Linked DNA regions of Mus musculus: region 2 is linked to region 1. The links are chromatin contacts, called in public promoter capture Hi-C maps. All regions are on one chromosome and are shown on one strand. Each heading gives the region's core, a stretch centred on a gene start, on an enhancer-like site or on the middle of the called end of the contact. The rest is flanking DNA. Distances are from core to core; before and after follow the strand shown. Region 1 overlaps Syn3 (synapsin III). Region 2 overlaps Syn3 (synapsin III).

The links. Capture Hi-C pulls out chosen DNA fragments and counts their contacts.
Region 2: a promoter capture Hi-C map of adipose tissue shows a contact between it and region 1. The contact joins two enhancer-like sites. A contact is called at or near these places in 1 of 115 datasets of contacts at active chromatin or transcription factors (SST interneurons) and 1 of 9 other capture datasets (adipose tissue).

Annotation. Positions count from the first base shown.
Region 1 is chr10:86,062,933-86,070,259 of GRCm38.p6, forward strand. Syn3 (synapsin III) reads right to left here. Exons shown (of 14, transcript NM_013722.3): 10 at 6,094-6,196; 11 at 1,864-1,998; 12 at 1,030-1,117. It overlaps Gm51812 (a long non-coding RNA gene), which reads left to right and starts at 6,135. Exons shown (of 3, transcript XR_003949027.1): 1 at 6,135-6,216; 2 at 6,857-7,327. Within about 2 kb of position 2,194, at least 59 of the 459 cell types and tissues checked have an H3K27ac peak or open chromatin away from gene starts, as enhancers often do. A contact at or near this core is called in adipose tissue, where this site is marked.
Region 2 is chr10:86,388,451-86,395,267 of GRCm38.p6, forward strand. The region is part of intron 4 of Syn3 (synapsin III); the gene reads right to left. Among named protein-coding and RNA genes, the nearest start is that of Timp3, 91 kb to the left of the region's middle. Within about 2 kb of position 1,676, at least 58 of the 459 cell types and tissues checked have an H3K27ac peak or open chromatin away from gene starts, as enhancers often do. A contact at or near this core is called in adipose tissue, where this site is marked.

The DNA.
Region 1 (7,327 bases), core at 944-3,443:
AGTGTAGAAGGGAGTGGCCCCAGCACAGGGGCTGACAGGTTAAATACTTAGCAATCCTTCTGTTCTCTCTTTCCAACTCCTTCCCTGACCTCAGGAGGACAGCATCCCTCCTAGGGTCCTCATCATGTAGATGGAGGGAGTATACACAGTAAGGATAAAGCACCAGGATGGATTGTCTAGACCAGCAGTTCTCATGGATCGTGGCCTCGTGTGTGTGTGCGTGCGTGCATGAGTGTGTGCGTGCGTGCGTGTGGTCAACCCTTTCACAGGGATTGCCTAAGACCACTAGAAAACACAGATCTTTACATTACACTTCATAACAGTAGCAAAATTAGTTATGAAATAGCAACAAGCATAATTTTGTGGTTTAGAATTACCACAACACGAGGAACTGTGTTAAAGGGTTGCAGCACCAGGAAGGTAGAGAACCATTGTCTCCAGCAATGCACTTTTATTGATTTAATTATTATTTAGTTGCTCTGTGTAGGTACACACCCTTGGATGTACACGTGGAGGTTAGAGGACACTGAGTGTCTTTCTCTATTGCTTCCTACCTTACTCTAGCCCAGTGGTTCTCAACCTTCCTGATGCCGTGACCCCTTAATCTAGTTCCTCACATTTCAGTGACCACCTTGCTACTTTATAACTGTAATTCTGCTACTATTATGATTCACAACGTATATGTCTGATATGCAGGATATCTGATATGCAACCATAAAGGTGTTATGACCCACAGGTTGAGAAACACTGCTTTGGACAGCATCTCTTGTTGAGCCTGAAGCTGACCATTTGAGCTAGACTAACCCGTTAGCCAGTTCCCAAGAACTGCCTGTTTCTCCCTTCCTCCAGTGCTGTAGCTACAGGCATGTTTGCCTATGCCCAGCTTGTTACTTGTGTGACGGGGATTTGAACTCATGTCTTCATGCTTGCACAAAAGGAGTTCTTCTCACTGAGACACCTCACAGTCCTCTGCACTGCATTTCAATGTTATTGAAAACAGTGTCTCTCTGTGGCTGACCTGTGGCTTACCTTGTGGAGGTGGCCTTGGCTGGGGCTGTCCTAGTAGAGGTCCTAGCTGGCCTTGCCCTGGAGATTTTGCAGGTTTAGTCTGTGGACCCTAGAGCAAGAGAAGAGAAATGATGCCAGTGGCTACAGTATTTCTGGTGGGAGGCTAAGCCTTATATAAGCCTTAAAAAAATCACCGATGTAAAATCCATGATGCGCAATTCTTCAGTGTAGCTCATGATAGATTTTTAGAATAGATTTTTAGGATGCTGCAAATGCCTCCCCCCGCCCCCTGGCTCCCAACAGCCCCTTGAGTTTAACTACTTTCCCCCTGTCTATGAAGAGATGAGTTTCTGTGGAATAAGGAGGGGCTGGGGTTGGGGGCAAGATTTGAAACTTGCTTTCCCAGAAGGCTAGCAAGCTGGTAAACTTTTGAAGACTGGTCTGGTAGTCCCTGCTAAGGCCTGAGCAGTGTGTGTGTGTGTGTGTGTGTGTGTGTGTGTGTGTGTGTGTGTATTGTGAGATTGCTGGTTTGGGGGGTGGGGAAAACTGAGACACAATAGTTTCTATTGACCTGTGCACTGGGGACATAGGGCATCTGTGTACAAGTATTCTTGCACACACCTCTGCTCAGGTCCAACATGGGAACACAGAGATGAATGTTGCTAACAATCTGTCTAAAGGCTGATGGGACAGTTTTCTTCCTAGGGAATATGAGGCTCTGAGAGGGCCCCTGCAAGGCCCTTCCTGCCTCTGTCCCCAACCCATTCTACATGATGCCAGCCCGGGGTTATCTCCTTTGGATCCTAGGGGCTTTCATTCCAGAGCCACTATTCTTTGTTCTCAAGAGAACCTTACCCAAGGTCTCAGAGGTGAGGGCACCGTGGCCCCTGGCACCAGGAGTTGGCTCATCTTGGAAACGACAAGGTCAGCCATTAGCTGCTTGTCTTCTTCCACGTGTTCTCCAATCAGGGGCATTGAACTGTCCATGACCTAGTGGGGAGGGAGCAAAGGAGGCTGAAGGACCCTGAAGAGGGCTTCAGATTCCAGGAATGTTGACACTGGGCTCAACACAGAATGACCACTAGATGGCAATGTCCTCCATGCAAAGTGCCCAGCTGGGTCCTTCCTGATGTCTGGGCTCCCTCCCTGGATTCAGTTCAACTCAGCCTCCACAAGCTGGAGTCCAGCAACGTGACTGGGGCCAGGAAGCATGTGTTGACCTTTTCTGTACTTTTCTTTGGGGCGTCGGTCTCCACCCCCTCATTTCCCAACCCCTCATTTCCCACTCCACCGTCCTCCCAGGGCTGGGGCTGGCCCTCTCTCTTCTGGCCCAAGGTTAAAGATGTCCTCAGAACTGGGAACTAGTGGGGGCTCAGTTATAACAACAACTAAAAATTTGACACAGGCTGGAAGTGACCCAGGGTTAACAGAGAAGACAAAAGAGGAAAGACATTTGTCTCGGGGCTCCTGGCAGGACACAGGCCTAAAATGAAATTCTCCTTGGAAATCAGCTGTCCTTAAGGAAGAAGGGGTGGCATTATGGGAGGTCATGTTGGTCAGTCTACTTTTGGAGTAGAAGGGGAAACTGAGGCTCAGAGATGTGAGTCAGTTGATCACTAGGTATCAGCAGCTGATGGTCTAAAGGGAACATAAAGTCTTGATAGACCTGTGACAAGGCTGTGTTCACCACCTCTTTCCTCTACTGTTGGAATCCAGTCTTCCCCTGTCTGTCACCTGATTCACCCTGACAAACCCACTCTGCCCCTTGCTCAGCTCTGGGGTCATTGGATATTCTCACTGCCAGACCCTGTACCCAGGTCTCTCTGCCCACCCCTCTCCTGGCTAACTCCTTATCCATCATGAAACACCAAGTCTGCCTTTCCTCCAGAAACCCTTCAGGACCCAGGAGCCCCTCTGTACCCATGTCTTTGCTGAGCTCACTCAACTGTCCCATTGGAGGGCTTTGTCCCAGAATTATCATTGGCCATGTGTACCCACAGAGTCAGGGTGGCCTGTGTCCTGAGGTGGGTGGGGGGAAGTTCTTGCAGTAAGCTCTGTTCACCATGGGAGGGCTTGACAGTACAGTGTCACCGAGCACTGGTGATATATGGGATACTATTCTAAGAACCAGGTATAGATGACGTCAGCACTATCTTCAGGTATCACTTTGCTGGGCTGGAGATGTGACTACAGTACTCACTTTGCATGCTAGGGGCTTCCACCCCTAGCAGCCATGACTCCAACATTCAGGAGGCAGAGACAGGGGCCATCAGAGGTTCAAGGTTTTCCTACATATTGAATTTGAGGGCAGCCTGGGCTACATGGGACCCTATCTCAGAGTGAGTCTTCGAGGATTTTTACTGTCTCCTCATCAGTGGTGAGGAGACAGAGAGTTCTATAGCAGCAGGGACCTCCTAAGCAAGCACTGGGCAGCTCTGACGTCACATGAGGCAGCCAGGGTTCCAGGCCTGTGTTCTGCTGTGAACTTGCCTGGGGGAAGTCTCTTGTCTTTTCCAGGTCTATTTTCTGTCAACTGTAAATTAAGGGTTCAGGCGGCTGCTAAGACTCTCCTGACTGTGACTTTCAGGGGATTTTGAGTACAAGCACCTGGAGTGCCTCAGAAATTGAAAAGCAAACTAGGGTGTGGGTATGGATTCCAGAAGGGCCTGTAAACTGTCCCTAAATGGATCCCTCTGGGGTCACGGGCAGTCTCCAGCAGCAGTTACAAAGGTGCTTGAGTCTGTCCCCAATGCTCCCGGGCTCCCAGCACCCTGCCTGTCCCTCTTTCCTTTAACCTTACCCATTGTTTTCTGCCCCGGATCAGTCTCTACATTCTCTTCGGAGAAATGGAAAATGGCCGCTACAAGGAACCTGAAGTCAAGAACTGGAATCCCCAACAGTGGACACACTCTCCCCAGGGAAACATTGTTTCCCAGTGAGCAAGGTCATTCCCTGGGCCAGATCAGAGAGGAAGAGGTCCCGGGTGTTTCCCCTGAGCACCCTCACAAATGTGTCACAAGTACTACAGAGACAATATTTTTGGATCTCTGCTCCCTTGTCCCCCTTACTGGGAAAGATACATTTTAGATTCCCAGGAATAAACTCCCTCTCTTCTTGACTCCACCCCAAACTCCAAAGGAAAACAATTCTCTAATGTTTCTGAGGAAAAAAAAAAAAAACAAACAAACCAAAAAACAAATCTGAAAGCCATCTTTTTTTGTTTGTTTGAGGTTTTCTGGAACATTTGTGAAAAGTTGTTTTCTTGTATTTAGAAGACCCAAATTGGCTTTTTTGTTTGTTTGTTTTTAAATGTGAAGCATCTTTCATTCCTACCCTTGTTCAGTGTCCAGAGCTGGGACACATGGGTATGGATGGCTTTTTGTGCAAGTGGAGAGATCTCAGAGACCAGAGCTCACAGCTCTGTGTGTGTGTGTAAACCAAGAGAAGAGGAAACCAGTCTATATCCTTTTTTTTTACTCCTTACGGTTTATTATTTTATGTGTAGTGTGTTTGCCTGCATGTATGTCTACATATGCATATTCCAGATGGCTGTGACCATGACATTGGATGCCTAGAACCAAACCTAGGTCCTCTGCAAGAACAAGACTTCTTGACTGTAAGCCATCTCTCCAGCTCCCTGGTCTTCCTAATGGGATAGCAGCCCTCTCCCACTCTCCTGTAACATCGGAGCCCCATTTATCTGGTTTAGAGTCTGGTTCCCAGAGTGAAGAAATAAGAAAGTGTGTGTGTGTGTTTGCTCATGCATACATTCCCAAACCAGATTCATGTCTAATGTCCTAGTGAGGAAAGGCAATGCTGGGTGGTTTGACAGGTGCTGCTGATGTCCCAGGTGAAGTGGTCCTTTATTCACCTCTGTTCTGGTAACGATCAGAGGGACCGTGGTCCCTGACTTGAGCAGAGGATGGAGTCCTATACAGAGATGCCACTCATCTGGTGGGAGCATTCAACTCTCCTGGTGACTTAACTAGTGAGAATGTTTGTTGCTCTGGGCTCCTGGCCTCTGCTGCCAACGGAACCCCTCCCTGACCTGGTGGTAACCCATTCAGTTACCTGGTGCCGTTTGCCTGTGGGTTCCTCAGCAGTGGGGCAGGCACGGGGATTGGTTGACTGGCTGGCTGCTTGTGGTCATCCGAGCCATGTGCCTCTCATTAGTTGCCCACACTCGTGGAGAGGCAGCTGCAGGGGAGGGGTGACCACAGGGCTCCCCTCACGTGTGTTCGCCTGGTGTCACCTCATTCCTCCCTTATGGGCTGACGAGCTAGCCTCATGGAAGGAGAGAGCTGAAAGGCCCACGTGTGATTGCTGAGCTAGGTAGCTGGGATTGGAGGGGAGCCCCCGAGGCCATAGGGGTGTTTCAGGTTAAAGTTGTGGAAGTGTTGGAGGCTGGGAACTGGGGAAGAAAGGAGGAGCTCCGAGGAGGGTAGGAAGGGGTCATAGAGGGAAGAGGATACTGTGGGATGGAGAGATGTATAGGCTGCAGAAGGGTCTTGAGAGTGATCCTGGGTCCCATTTCCCATCTGTGAACATCTCTTACAATTCTGTCTCTGGTAGTTGCATCTGCTGCCCCCTCCCGCACCCCCACACTGCAGCCACACTCTGTACAATGGTGTCCATTTGCTCAATGATGCCCTGTCACCTTTTCTTGCAGCCTGTCAATTCTGATTCTCCTGGGTTCAAGATTGCCTCTTAGAATTACCCAGTGCCTGGTCCAAAGGATTCCCTGGAGCCCATGGTTTTTATTTGAAGGAATGCAAGGGTGGAACCCTTGCACGGTGGTAAGGGGAATGCATTTACTTCATGTGCTTGAACAACGAGAACAATGGCACAGCATATTGTGGACTCTTGGCCCGACAAGCTGGGAAAAATCTGTGCCCCGAGTTTTGAACTCTGAGCTCAGAGTACAGAACAGGAAGGTTCCCCACTGTTGCTACAGTTGAGGTGGGTGCATGAAGCATGAGGGAATGTCTCACTATGCCCTGAGCTACAGGTAGGCTGGCCAGGAGCCAGAACATGGCTGCCCTGCTGGGGATGGTCCAGGCTGGACCCTCCTGCTTCATTCCTCACCTCGATGATATAATCTCTGCCGTCCTTGCTGTGGACAGCCTTGACAGCACAGATGTCTAGGCCGCCGAACATTTCTGAGCAGCTGTCCACCCACAGCCTGTACCTGCAAAGACAGGACTGACGGTGAGCATGGGGTAAGATGCAAGGACAGAGGTCAGAGGGAGACAGCAGGGGAGTGGAGGCAGACAGAGGAGGGGATGCCACTCAAGAGAAGAAACAAGGGAGAAAGAGAGCAAGGATGGAGGAAAGACAGAATGAGTACTGCCCCAGGACCTTGGCTCTGCAGCTATAATAGGAAGCTTGCCTTGCCCCCACCCAGAGCCATCCAGACACCCAGACAAGCCTGCAGCCCTTTTCCCTTGGGAAAGCTGCTGGAAGGGTTCTAAAGATCCCTCCCAGCTGCCCTCCTTGCTCAAAGCCCCAGCCAGACAAGAGCTTGTAGGAGGACAAAGGGCCTCATTCTCCCGGAGCCTGGGGAGGGTAAGGGGGTGGGCAGGGGAGCTCCTTCAGACAGCTCCTGACTTGCCTAGGGGCCTGGCCTTCTGGACCAATGGCCTTTATTCCTGTTCCAGTGATTGACAGCTGCAGGGCCAGTTTGCTTTGCTGGGGACAGATCTGGGCTATGAACTTTGACCCCACAACAAGGGGTTGGTTGTATCTGGGGAGATCTTCTGGGTTTGCACTTGGCTCCCGCTTGTGGAGTGGATTCGGGAGTCACAGGGAACTTTGTGTCAGTGTTCCTGCTTCTCTCCCCACTCTCTAGGGTCACACGGAATACTCCAGCTCCCACATCTATCTGTGTGTCTGAGCCGTCCGACCTGGAATGAGGAGAGAGCGTGGCTGCAGATTTCTAAGAACCCATTCTTTGATCTTCTCCACCAGGCCTCACTGAGGCCTAGAGAGAGGGTCTCTCTAAAAAGGGAAGCGAAATGATCTTGTTCATCTAGAGCTCCCAGAACTGGAACCCAGTCTAGTTCCCTCATCTAACCAGAGCCTGGAGCATGCTAGCAAGAGCAGGATGAAGGTCCCACATCCACTGGACTCCGACTCCAAATATGTGCCGTTCTGTGCCTGGCAGGCTTAACTTCTCTTCCCTTCTAAGCTCACCACACATTGCTCAGGGAGGGAGAGCTGAACTCATTTTTCAGATGGAGAGGCTGAGGCTTGGAGACAGTCATAAATAGCAGATTGGCTTCCAGTCCCAGATCCTGTCTGTGACCAGGTTGTAAGCAAA
Region 2 (6,817 bases), core at 426-2,925, 320 kb after region 1:
CTCACGATCTAGAAAAGAGTGCAAGAAATCAAACTCCACTCCAGCATATCTTATGCGTATCTACAGCACATCTACAAACTACCTTATGTTTGCATTTTTGGTACTATCTTAAACCAGGGCTGTCTATCCATCAGTCATCTCAAGTAGAGATATGCAGGCCTGAAGGACATGAAGCAATGTCGTTGGGCCTGGAGAAGAGGGAACTTACAGTCTGGCATGTTTTCACCGAGAAGGGGACGTTTGGTGGCAGAACTGGAAAGAGAATGAGGGGGTGAGGGGACTCTGCTTATAGAAGTGTTTCAAAAAGCATGGCTAGCATGTAGAGAGATTTGCCCCAGTCAGTCTTTTTTTAAGTTCAGTTGATAGAGCGCCTGTGTTGAATGCATGATGCCCTGGACTCTACATACTGGGGCCCAAAACAGGAATTTAGGATCCACACAAAGTCAAATGAGAGGCTAAGGCTCTTCTTCCAGAGCCACGGGGCTCACTCTGGTCTCATTTAGCTTCAGTCAGCTCTTGGGAGAGGCTTCTGTGCTTTTCTGCCTCAGACACCAGCTGCTCTCACGGAACCTGCTGTGAGGCTACATATCCACAACTTAAATATCAGCGTGGGGGCTGTTTGGCTCACAGCTCTATCCTCTACTTCTAGTGTGAATGAATGGGAGACGGGAAAGCCCATGGGGTGTAGATATCTTTAGACCAGTCAATGAGAATAATTTCCCACACACATACAGGTAGGTGCCTTAACGGGGAAATTGGGTTCTGAGCCACACTTGCAGACTCTGCCGGGTCTTCAGTATTCACTCAGTGAATGATTACCTGGAATTTAAAATCCAATGCTTAGGGTAAGCATATGTGAAATAAGAAGCAACGGAATATTATTCATACAAAGTGTGTGTGCCTGCGTGAGTGTGTGTGTGCCATGCAAGTCGGAACCAGAGGTTGATACTAGGAGCCTCACTCACTGTTTACCTTATTTTGGGGGACAGGGTTTCTCAGTGAGTCCCAGAGTTTGCTGAGTAGGCAAGACTGGCTGGACAACAAGGGATCCCCCGTCTTCACTTCCCAGTGCCTGGGTTACAGAGACACTCTGCTCTACTGGTGATCCAAACTCAGCTGGGGCAAGAACTTTACTTACTGAACTAATGCCCAGCCCTGCCCCTTTTTGCTGGAATGTTTGGAGTTCCCAGATAGAAAGTTGGAGAAGGTTGGATACTGACTCCAGTTCTTACATTAAGGGGCTCGGACAAATTGCTCTTCCTTCTTGCCCAGGGCCACAGGGGACACACAGACAGTTCTGAGAGGCAATTTGAAGTTTTTTTAATGATCCGATGTACTGTCCCCTTCTAGCTAGGATAAACTCAGGCATTTCTCTCTTGCCTCACACATTCTCTCAGCAAATAGTCTGCTTGGGTGGGTCCTGGAGTAGGGGGTGTGTGTAGGGATCTGAAACCCTTTGATGATTTTCCTCGAGCTCTTGGTTCCTGATGCTTTCTGGTTCCCACTCTCCAACTCTCTGATGTCTGGGCCTTCTAATGAGTGATGCACATTATCAGCCACTGTGGTTTGAATGGCTGCCTGAGATTTAGAATTGCTCAATGCTACAGACTAAGAGCTGGCTTGAATAATGAGCTTGGGCCTCATTAACATCTGCCTACTTGGGTGTTTTGCATTCTTGGTGTCTCTCATTCGGAGTTCCAATTCCATCTGTCTGGGTGAACACAGCTGCCCCCTTTCCTCACTGCTTGGTGGAGCCAGGCTCTAGTCTGAGCTCAGAAGAGCCCTGCCATCCACAGAACATGATTTCAACATGCCCTGAACTGACCCCTGCTCTGCTTTCTAAATGAAACAAGTGGATTTCCTTAGGAACTGAAAGATCTGAGTGCTTCAAGCACCTCAATACGGTTAGCCCACAGACCTGTGTTTTGTGTGCTGGCCAGAGAGCAGAATGAGAATTTAATTACTGCAAAGACTGATGATTAAACTATCAATTAAAACTTGTAAATGGATACCAGAATCTGACCTCAGAAGCAGGGGCTTAGTGAGGCTGTCCACTGAAGAGTTCATACGTTAGTCTTTCCTAGACTGACTCCCCGCCCTATTCTAAGCCCCAGTAAAACCCAGTTCTCTGGGCAGCACCAACACAGTTCTCCTGCTTTCTGGCTTCTGCATGGCCCCAGCTAGGGATCGGAAGTCAGAGTGAGGAAAGAGTGGTAGCATCTCTCTACCATGCCTACCTGAAGCATCAGGCTGTGCCCTGTTCTAAGTTATCCTATACTGCTTAAAACAGTGGACTTAGAGACTCCATGTGACGTGTCCTGAGAAACTCCATCTTAAATCACCTTTTGTATTTAATTGCTCTGAATACAAAATTCATTTGCATTTCAAATATATATTACACAACCATTGTGGAGGTCATTTCCAACAGTGTGTTTTTGTAATTTTGTGTGCTAAACAGACATTTGAATGGAAACACAGAGGCAGAATGTACTATAGTGGACACATAAGAAACACTCTCTCTCTCGGGGCTGGAGAGATGGCTCAGCGGTCAAGAGCACTGACTGCTCTTCCGAAGGCCCTGAGTTCAATTCCCAGCAACCACATGGTGGCCCACAACCATCCATAACGAGATCTGGGGCCCTCTTCTGGAGTGTCTGAAGACAGCTATAGTGTACTTACATATAATAAATAAATAAATCTTAAAAAAAAGAAAGAAAGAAACACTATCTCTACACACTGCCCACAAGGCACACAGTGATAAATAACACCGATGAATAACTTACTCCTAAAAGTAGAAAGGGTTCTATCCTATAAATTTATCTATATAGGTAAATGTAATGTAAATTGGGACTATTTTATCTATAATTCCTATGAGCACCTATGATTCATATGAGCACATGGGCCCATATTATGATCATATCACATTTAATCATCACAGTCATGATATGATTAAAATCCTATCAGAAAAAACTGGGCCTATGAACTTCTCAGACACACCAGAAATCGATACAACTTCCTACCAGGATCCCATAAAGCGGAGGACACCTGGGCTCTAGAGAGAGCTCAGTCTGGGCTCTGGGTAAGGCTCAGACAGGAAAGGGCTTGTTTGATCTCCAAAGCCCACATTAAAAAGCTGGCCATTGTGCCATGCATTTACAATCCCAGTTCCGGGGAGGAAGAGACAGGAGGATCTCTGGGGCTCTCCGACCAGTCTGTTCAGCCAAGTTTACAAGCTCGTTAAGAGACCACACCTGACAGAAGACCAGGTAGGCTACCAGCAGGCCCTTTTTGGTCTCTCTGGTTCCCCAGCAGACTCAAGCCCACAATCCACTCCTCCCCCCATCTATGCCTCCTGTGGATCCCCAGACCACCCTTTCTTGACCTCCCAGAAGTCAGCACCTAAGCCTATACTCATCAAAAACTCAGATGCCTAGATGCCAGCTTAAGAACGCAATCAAGCTTACAAGATTTTTTAAAAGTTCATTAAAAAAATACATAAAAGTTTTAGATATGTTAGTATTACCACTACTTGTAATCTGTACTGAAATTCACATTGTAGAAAAGGCTTTATGCCTTGAAGTCATGGTAAAAAGTTTGGGGACCCAAAAAAGATTTTCAGTTAAGAGCATTAACACTCTTTATTTCTGAATATTTGATTAGACAGATGTTTTTAACCACAGTGAGAAAGAATTTTTAAGTCTGTACTTAGAGGACAACCAAAGGAAATTATAAAATCTCCAGCTTGCAACTATGGTAATAGTAGTTAATGGCATCAAATGAATGAATAAAAGAAAAAAAAGAAATAAAACATGACTGTTGTTAAAGCAACAGACAATATTGTCAGAGATCTGAGAAGGATAAATTATGGCTAGAAGTATAATCTAAATGGTCTATGTATCAATTAAAATGACAGAGCTATCCCTGTTAACTAAAGCTCCAGGATCATTGGGGGGAGGGGGGAGGCGTGGTTGTATTTTTGTCTATCACACAGGACAACATTTAATCTTTAGCTGTCATACAGAGCAGCATGGCCTTTGGCTGTCAGGCCCAAGTCTCAGACATTTTCCCAAGAGGCAGGCAAAGTAGGACAATCAAGCCCCAAATATCTAGTTTGCACAGAGCTCTGGCAGAAGGCAAGGCATGGGAGTTTTCCCCAGTGGTTAGGGTTATCACAGTCCAGGTGCAGTCGCCTTGCCCTGTTTATCTTCTTTGGAGATCATAAGGGCGCTGCTAGGAGAGGGTAGTTCTGTCTACTATGGGAAACCTTTTTATTAAACATTTTAAATGTCATGCTCAATAGATCTCTGAAGAGTTTGAAGACCACCTATCTCTTAAGTATATCTAAATTTAGGCTTAAACTTAAAAACACATACAGGAGGCTAAATAATGTGTGTCATGGAGTGAACAGTTTATAAGCTAGTAGCTTATATAAGGTTAGGAGTTCATACCTTTATCCATGTTAAGTTTGAGGCTTAAAATTTTGAGTTGAAGATTTAATTGAATTACTTTTAATGTCAAAATAGAATATCCCAGTTTTTAATATGATTAATTTATCCAAATATCATAACAACATGAACAAAAACAAAAGAGTAAACAAATATTACCATGAACCTGTGTAGACCTTAAGAATTTATAAATCTTGATTATCAAATATTCCTTATTTATCAAACATGTTGTTACCTATCTAATTTTGCTAAAGTTTGATATTGAACAGTTAGCAAAAACATAAGTAATTAGACATAAATCTTTTTTTTTTTAATTTATTTATTTATTTATTTATTTATTATATGTAAGTACACTGTAGCTGTCCTCAGACACTCCAGAAGAGGGAGTCAGATCTCGTTACGGATGGTTGTGAGCCACCATGTGGTTGCTGGGATTTGAACTCCTGACCTTCGGAAGAGCAGTCGGGTGCTCTTACCCACTGAGCCATCTCACCAGCCCCTAGACATAAATCTTAAACAGCTTATATACATACACTGAGTAGATATTGATAACCATAAATTTTATATTCTCACAGATTGTAAAAAGTTCTGCCACAGACAAATGATCCCAGCATCTTATTTCTAAGATTCTACAGTTTTACACTCTCAAGTCTTTTTTTCCCATTTACAATAAATAAAATCTTTATTTGCGATAGGAATAGATTTCATTGACATGTAAATTTCTCGTAAATTAGCAAAAATTGACTTTGGAAAATGGAAGTGAATATAGCTTGTAAAGTGAGACCTTCTAGGGAAATACTGGTTGGTTGTATGTTAACTTGACACAGCTAGTGTCATCAGAGAAGAAGGAGCCTCAGTTGAGGAAGTGCCTCCAGGAGATCCTGCTGTTAAGGCATTTTCTCAATCGGTAAGATCAACAGTAACAGAAACAACAGAAAGTGTATGGACTCTCGGAAATCAACAGCTCTCTATTGGATGAAATCTGGGTCAAGACAGAAATAAAGAAAGCAAATAAAGACTTTGTAGAACTCAATGAAAATGAATGCACAACATATTCAAACTTATGAGATACAATGTAAGTAGTGGTAAGAGGAAAATTCATAGTATTATGTGCCTATATAACAAGAAAAAGTAGAGATATCTCATACTAGCAACATAACAACACAATTGAAAACTCTAGAACAAAAAGAAGTAAATATGCCCAAGAAAGAGTACACAGCAAGAAATAATCAAACTGAGGGATTAAATCAATATAATAGCAACAAAAGAACAAGGCAAATCATCAATGAAACAAAGAGATGGTTCCTTGAGAAAATCAACACGATAGACAAGCCCTTATCTAAACTAACTTAAACACAGGCAAAGAATATCCAAATTAACAAAATCAGAAGCAAAAAGGGGGACATAACAGCAGTCACTAAGGAAATTCAAAGAATTATAAAAGCAGACTTTGAAGACCTGGCTCCATCAAATTAGAACATCTAAAAGAAATGGGTAATTTTCTCAAGAGATACCACTTATCAACATTATATCAAGATCAGAAAAACAGTTTAAAGAGACACATAATCCCTAGTGAAATAGAAGCAGTTATTAAAAGTCTCCCTTCACCGAGTCTATTAATGATACTCTGTTATGCTTGCAGACAGGATCCTAGCATAACTGTTCTTTGAGAGGCTCCAACCAACAGCTGATTGAAACAGATGCAGAGACCCACAGCCAAACATTAGATGGAGCTTGGGGAGTCACGTGGAAGAGCTTGGGGCATTGAGGGACCCAAAGAGGTAGAGACTCCACAAGAAAACCAACAGAGTCAACTAACCCAAACCCTTGAAAGTTCCCCATAGATTGAACCACCAATCAAAGAGCAAGCATGGGATGGACCTAGGCCCTACACATATATGTAGCAGATGTGCAGCTTGTTCATCATGTGGGTCCCCCAACAACTGGAGTGGGGGCTGTCCCTAAATTCAGTGCCTGACTGTGAATCCTGATCCCCTAACTAGATCATCATGTCTGGTCTCAGTGAGAGAGGATGTACTTATTCCTGCAATGACTTCATGTGCTATGGGATTGACACCTGGGGGTGGGGATGATGCTAAGGGGGGTTTCTTCTTTTCAGAGGAGAAGGAGAACAGAAAATGGGGGAAGGATCTGTGAGAGGGGGAAATGAGAGGAGAAGGGGGCTGATATTGAGATATAGAGTGAATAAATAAATGAAAAAAAGGCCTAAAACCAGATAGTTTTTGCACAGAATTCTACTAGATTTTCAAACAAGAATTAACACCAATACTCCTCAAATTATTCCACAAAATAGAAACAGAAGAAACATTGCCAAATTCATTTTATGAGGCCGCAGTTTTCCTGATATACAA